Linked DNA regions of Zea mays: region 2 is linked to region 1. A link is a contact called in public Hi-C data. All regions are on one chromosome and are shown on one strand. Each heading gives the region's core, a stretch centred on a gene start, on an enhancer-like site or on the middle of the called end of the contact. The rest is flanking DNA. Distances are from core to core; before and after follow the strand shown.

Evidence for each region. Hi-C and Micro-C count contacts between places; a contact is called where the count stands out from the background.
Region 2: a contact with region 1 is called in a Hi-C map of leaf, with 7 times the contacts expected there. The contact joins the promoter of LOC100282877 here to the promoter of LOC100278585 in region 1. A contact is called at or near these places in 11 of 25 Hi-C or Micro-C datasets (ear, endosperm, leaf and 2 more) and 1 of 3 datasets of contacts at active chromatin or transcription factors (seedling).

The regions. Positions count from the first base shown.
Region 1 is chr1:41,865,889-41,869,409 of Zm-B73-REFERENCE-NAM-5.0, forward strand. LOC100278585 reads right to left here and starts at 1,825. Exons shown (of 1, transcript NM_001151816.1): 1 at 772-1,825. The coding sequence starts at 1,744. The coding sequence ends at 941.
Region 2 is chr1:42,009,422-42,012,942 of Zm-B73-REFERENCE-NAM-5.0, forward strand. LOC100282877 reads left to right here and starts at 1,924. Exons shown (of 2, transcript NM_001155783.1): 1 at 1,924-2,296; 2 at 3,443-3,521. The coding sequence starts at 2,058.

The sequences.
Region 1 (3,521 bases), core at 575-3,074:
CGCCGCCAACAGCGGCAGCCAGCCAGCCAACGTCTCGGCAGGCAGAGGATGCACATAGGTTGACCATGGGTTTGTGGCCCTAGCCGACAGGGCACCAGGCAGGCAAGCAGCACTCTACGGCAACATCACTGTTCCTCTGCGGCACTGTTTTACTGCTTTGCATTTCAGGTGAGTGGTGCCCTCCAATTTCTAAATTTCAATTAATTATTTGCTTAGTTTAGCCTAAAACTACTCTAGGGTATATGTTGAATTGTGTATGTGATTTAGTAACTGTGTTAGCTTAGCCTGATCATTTATGCAAGATTCAAAGTCATATGTTAAATTCAAGGTATTATGAGACCTTTTAAATATATAAGCATGCTTTTGTTCGTTTTGTACACATATACGGAATCACCTAGATAATTTTATAGATGTGTTATCAAATTGTGTACTAAATAAAAACTTACTTAACAATGTTTCTAAAACCATTTATTAACATCACTATCTATAGCAACAATAGTGTAAGTTGACCCGGGCTTGACTAAATCCTGGACCCACGACTGCATGACAGCATGTTGCAATGTGTAAATAAGAGGGTGCAGAGTACTGAAGAGAAAGGCAGAAAGTACCTACTATACTACCATACCGATTCCTGATCTCTCAGCTTTGTATATGATCGTATGATCAGCAAGAGAAAGAAGACCCATTTAACACAACAGACAACATATATGTAGAGTAAGTATTGAATAAAGAATATATTTAAAACCCCAAGAGGTAACGTGTACCTGTGGTAACAGAAGCAAAGTATAGATGTGATTGATTTCTCAACAGAATACAATAGACAGCTTAAACAGCTATAAGCGAGAAAAGGACAACAGATCTTTATTTGTTTTTGTCACACAGATTGATGCACTGCGGCACTGCTTCTTCCACCAAGCACACTGCAAGCTCTAGAAAGCCATTACCTAGCAGGCGTGGTTGGGCCATTGACGACATTCCTGCGCACTACCCTGGGCCCTCCGCTGCTACCGTTCTCCTTGGAGCGATTGGCATTGCCACCGTCGTCAGTGTCCACGACCAAATCCCGAAGACCCATGCTCAATTCCTTCTCTCTCATCTCCTTCTCCTTCTTCTTGGCCCTGGCTGTGGCAGCAGCGAGCGGCTCGAAGTGGTTGCCATAAATGTACTCTGCGGAGTATCCTTCCTCGTCGTCGAACAGCATGACGTGGCCATGCCATTCCCAGATGCGATACTCCCCGCTGGCATCGTCGTGGAAACCGACGCAGAGGTGGTGGTCGCCGACAGCCACGGACTGGCCCGAATTGGGCTTGAGCTTGTCCTCGGCCTCCCCGGCCAGCACCATCCGCACAATCTCCTTCTCCAGCTTCGCCTCCTCCCTCGCCAGCATCCGCCGCCGCCTCGCCTCCCCGGAGCCCTCCCCGCCAGCGAGCCCACCATCCTCATCCTCCACGTCTTCGTCATCATCCGACGCCCCTGCAGCGGCGGATAGCGCGGCGAACTCGTTGAGGAGGAAGTCGTCAAGGTCCTGGGTGAGGAATGAGTTGGTGTCGAGGAAGGGCGGGCGGAGCTGGACGCGGGTCATGAGGTTCTGGAGGAAGAGGGCGTCCACCGGCGAAGCGGAGGTGGCGTGGCTATTTCCCGCCGCAGCGGCGGTTGCTGCGGAGGTGTCGTGGCCATTGCCCGCCGCAGCGGCGGTTGCTGCGGAGGTGGGGTGCCGGGCAGGAGGAGGCGGCGGCGAAGCCATGGGCGCCGTGGTAGGGTTTTGGGTTTGGGGGTTGCGTTGCCTGTGGTTGTGGTCGTGTGGAAGCAGGGCTGCAGGTTGGGGACTTGGGGATTGGGGAATGACCACGCCAACTCGGGGGTGGACGGCGATGAGATATTTTTATCTTTGGAATGTTTGAACATGGGCCTCTTTTGTGGGCTAGGCTTTAGATGCTTTGAACTTTTGGTAAGCATGTAGTAGTTAGAGCAACTCCAATAGTTATCTAAACAACTCTCTAAATCTTAAATCTAAGAAGTGAACAGAAAAATGTTTCTACAATGGTTATCTAAATAGACTTGCTAAATTTACTTAGTTGCTATTCAACTCTATTTACTCTCCACATTTAGCAACTTGGTAGAAACTCCCTAAATGCAGTTGACATATTATTTTTCTATTTTCCACACAGTGAGGTAGCCAGGTATATCACGCTCTTTTTTCACTTTCTAGCATAATGATGTAGCTAGGTCAAACATGTATGCACACAAGTTTTTCCTTCACCGTCGAACCCAACTTTCTCATAGGTTGCGCCACCGGACCACCACTCCTCCATAGTTCATATCGACCGGCCTTTTCTCTTCTGCCATCACATCCTCTGGTCTCAACCTTATTGTCAGGCAGATCTCATATATAGGGGCAGTGCGGCTAAAGCTAGATTCAAAATCGAACTACTTCCTAAATATGATCAACTATTGGAGACTAAGTTATTTTTTACTTCCAATAGCTATTTAGCACCTTGCTAAACATGATTTTAGCAAGCTATTTTTTAGAGAACTATTGGAGTTGCTCTTAGTGGCCTATTTTTTTTCAAAGCAAGAGAAACCGAAGCCCAGAACTAACAACACTTGTACCTCTGGACTTAGAGCTTATTCAGTCACATGAAAATATTGCAATCTAAGGGCTAGTTTGGTAACCTCAATTTCCCATGAGATTTCTATTTTCTTATGGGAAAATGAACTAATTTCCCTTGGGAAAATAGAAATCCCTTGGGAAATTAGGGTTCCCAAACTAGCCCTAAATGGTGAACGAGAATATAGATCTATAAATAATAGTTTGGATTTTATAATTTAGGTTGTCTAGATCTCTTGAACACAAGAGCTAGATTGTTGTTGGTTAGGTTTGAGGGAGATCATGAACCTATTAACCTAGCTATTGTACAATTATATTCTTTGGTAGTTTTAAATATTTGTTTTTTCTTTGGAATGTTTGAACATGGGCATCTTTCATGGGTTGGGTTTGAGATGCTTTAGACTTTTGGTAAGCATGAAGTAGTCAATGGCCCATTTTCTTTGAAGCAAAAGAACCTACAGTCCGAAACTAACAACACCAGTACCTCACCCACCATCTAAGCCAAGCTATATGGTTTTCTATGTTGAGAAACCCTAATGAAGGGTTATGTGAGCAAATACCGAGTATGCCCCCGAGGGCAATCACGTTTCTATATATAGAACATGTACCCCCTCATATGGAATAGAGATCAGAAAGAGACCAGAAGCTCAACCCTATATCATGTGTCTCGTGTGTTTTCTCTGTCGTGCTTATGGAAGGGAGACGGGTTCTCTACAGCTTCTTGCGCCTCTACTGCTGACGGGAGGGAATGGAGCGGATCTGGTGATCCGTGGTAACGTAGTTCTCAACACGTTATCAGCACGCTCTACCTCGACGTTGCTGCTGGATCAGATCTGCATCAACTCTCCGTCAATCCGGCAGGTCTCCGGCCTAGCCGAACTGTCCTACGCGACAGGCTTCGATTCTCCCTCTA
Region 2 (3,521 bases), core at 674-3,173, 140 kb after region 1:
TCGTGCTGTCGTTGACATTTCGATAATTCTTAATAAAAATCCTCGCAAGCCACTATTTTGTTCTTAACAATTGCAAACTCTCCGTGTTGAACAGATGATAATTTATTTTAACACAGCGACCAAGTATTTTTTTGACATGATCGTACCTTTATGCAATCATGACAAGTTAATTAAACCTCTTCTTTATACGAGAGAAAAAAAAGGAATATCCAATCTAAACTCAACTTAACGATCCAAGTCTGACCTGACTTTTGAGTTTTGACCTGGCTTATTCATGGCTATATATATTGGTCGGCAAAATAAGGAAAAAGTCCATTTACCTCTCCCAACTATATTAAAAAACACTTTTCTCCCTCCACTATAAAACTGGATACAATTCCTGTCTCGTCATCTAAAATTTGATGCCATCCGCAAAATGCTATAACTTTTTGGCAATGACTAGTTTTGGACTTGGAGCCTATATACCTACCAACCTAATCGGGCATTTGAAGTGTGCGGAAGCTAATAAACATACCAAGAAAGTTGATACTCTATTCTAATGCTATCCATTTGCATAGTGCTTAGTGATACATATGGTGGTCAACGTAAGTGCTTTTTATGGAGTGCTTAGACTAGTTGGACCACCACTTATGCGCTTGATCTAGATTTAGGTTTAGTGTTTAGTGAGTTTTGTATGCCTCTTACTACTCAGTGCTTGTGTGCACCATCATTGTACTAAGAGGGGTTTGTAGTCTTGTGAGATCATACCAACAGTGTTTGTGGTGTGACCAGCATCATGTATTATTAGGGAGAATGAGGCCCACGACGATGTGACCAAGCCATGTCCAAACCATGGGAGCAGTACCGAAGTGCCTCTGTCAAACATGACGCCGAATACATTATGGAGAGTATCACCCTCGCTGATCGGTGGTACCAGTCAACCCCAGCCACGAATATCTCAACATTGGGGTCTCTACAGTGACCCATATATACGCTAGAAGGGACATGGCAATACACCGTTCTAGGTGTATGCCTACGCATGATGGAAGGTGACACAGATGGGATGACAGAAGATGAACCTGTACTGAAGATGTCCCTAAACTTCACCAAGAACCGACTCAGCGGGACCCACTAGACACCACATAAAAATAGCTACAGGAACTCGTATGATGAACGAACAAGACGCAACACCATACAAGGGGTACGGCGACGCATGACCTAGCAGACGACATCGTAGAGGCTACGCAGCCTGGAAGCACGAGCCCGAACTCCACCCGAGCAGAATACAAGTTCTCATTGTAAAGTCTAACTTTGAGCTATAAAATGGCAAGACAACCCCCATCTTCAGAAGACAACTACACACAAGCACTAAACTGTAACACGCTCCAAGCAATACTATGATCAACACTACACCAGACTAAGGCTCTAGCCTGAACCAGTATAACCCCTGGCTCAGATCCATATTCGAGCCCCTTGTGTCTCATCATTCGGAGTGAGTCCATACTAGCACCCCTGCTGAATACAAATCTTATTGTCCCCTAGTTTTCGAAACCACGACAGGGCTGAGCAGATGAGTTTTTTTTTAAAAAAAAAGTAATAACGTTATTTTTATAAATAGTTTTGAAAAATATTAAAACAATCTTTAAATTAAAGTTGTTTAAAAAAACTATGGTGTTGAAGCTTTATATATATAACCCATTTTTTTAATAAAATCAATGCTTCAAAAAATAGAGGTTTATTTTTTTTAGAAACTCTAAAGATTTACTGTGTCTAAAACTGTAAATAACCAGCATTTTACAAAGCAGTAATACGAGTATTTGTCTAATACTCCTAAAACATGTTCGGCCCATTGTCGATCCCGCTCGGCCCAGCTCACCACCGCTGCACGCACGGCCAGAATCACCCCGAGCCCGACCCAGACGGGTTCCTCTCCTCACCAGCATCATATCTTCCTCCCTCGCCTATTCCCCTTCCCCGCGTGCCGCGTCAAACAAATCTAGGCTTCCAAGCGAGCGAAAGCCTTCCTCCGCCAGCCGATCTACCAACATCCTCTCCGCCGATTGGAGGCACCTGCGAAGATGCCGCAGCGGCACTCAAAGAACAACAACGACCTCGCCTTCTTCACGTACGAGGAGAAGCGGAAGCTCGGGTACGGCACGCAGCGGGAGCGCCTGGGGAAGGACTCCATCAAGCCCTTCGACGCCTGCTGCCTCTGCCTCAAGCCGCTCATCGACCCGCTCTGCTGCCCCAAGGGCCATACCTTCTGCAAGGAGTGCATCCTTGAGTGCCTCCTCGCCCAGAAGAAGGACATCAAGCGGTAGGTAGCAACACTGCACGGTCTACTAATCTAAATTATTGATTGCTTATTAGTATTTTTATATTGATTTAAGTGGTAGTTGGTTGGGCCATTGGGGTAGGAGGGTGCGCGGTGGTAGGGGTGCTATAGGGTTTCATAATATCTGCTGGAAGAATTGTCAGGCTAATATTAGTGCTATACTTAGGTGGCTGATGATTTTCGTGTGGATATTAAGCTAAGCACGACCATGAATTTTAGGCCAACATTATCTCACCTGGAGTTAGATTTAGTTTTTGCAAGGTCGCACTTGTACTTGGGATAAAATTATCTTTTAGGGCTAGTTTGGAAACTCAAATCGAGGATCAAAGAGGATTTAGGGTTTGTTCGGTTAGTTTGGATTGTAGACAGGAACCATTCTAGCTATCAAGGTAATACAAATTTGTTAACCATTCCAATCCTGATCCATTCCGGGCACTGGTTCCGGAGGAACCGAACGGGGCCTCAGGTGAAATGAACTAATTTTTCACTCAATCCCCTCTAACCTTGGAGGAGATTTGAGTTTCCAAACTAGCCCTACCCCTACCGTGTCTTTGATTCGAACTCTTGTATGTAGTATAGTTTCGGCATCCAACATTTGACCCTAGCCATTTCTCATTGTACTTGCAAGTAGAACTGAGCATGGGCCACCCGATCCGACCCTAGCAATGCAATGGATGGGTACGAGCCATAGTTTTTGACTCGTAATAATCCATGAGCCGGGTATGGGGCGTGCCAAACAACCCACGACCTGATCCGACCTGATGTTTGAACATGTCTAGCTACAAGTATATGTTTTTTTTGCTAAAGTTCATTTTGCGAGCATTCATGTTCATCAGTCACTGGTCATTAGACTAAGGAGGTGTTAGGTTTCTTTAGTCACCATACTAAACTTCAGTTCCTAAAATTTCTATTTGGGAGGTCTTATTTAGTCATATTGTTTGGCAGTTTAGGACCTAAAGTTTAGGAGGTGGGAACCAAACACCCCCTAATTCCCCTCTTGTAGTTTCCTTACCTAGAATTCCTGTTGTTCATGATGAGCCTCAAAATTTTTGTAGTTGGCCTTGAACTATCTGCTTTGTAATTCAGTCTACTGAACAGAGTACTGAGGGTTTACTCTTATTCTTCCAGTAAGCTAGCAGCTCACGAGGCCCAGAAGAAGCAAGAGAAGGAAGAGGAGGAGGAAAAGCTAATTCTGCAGAAGGCTAAG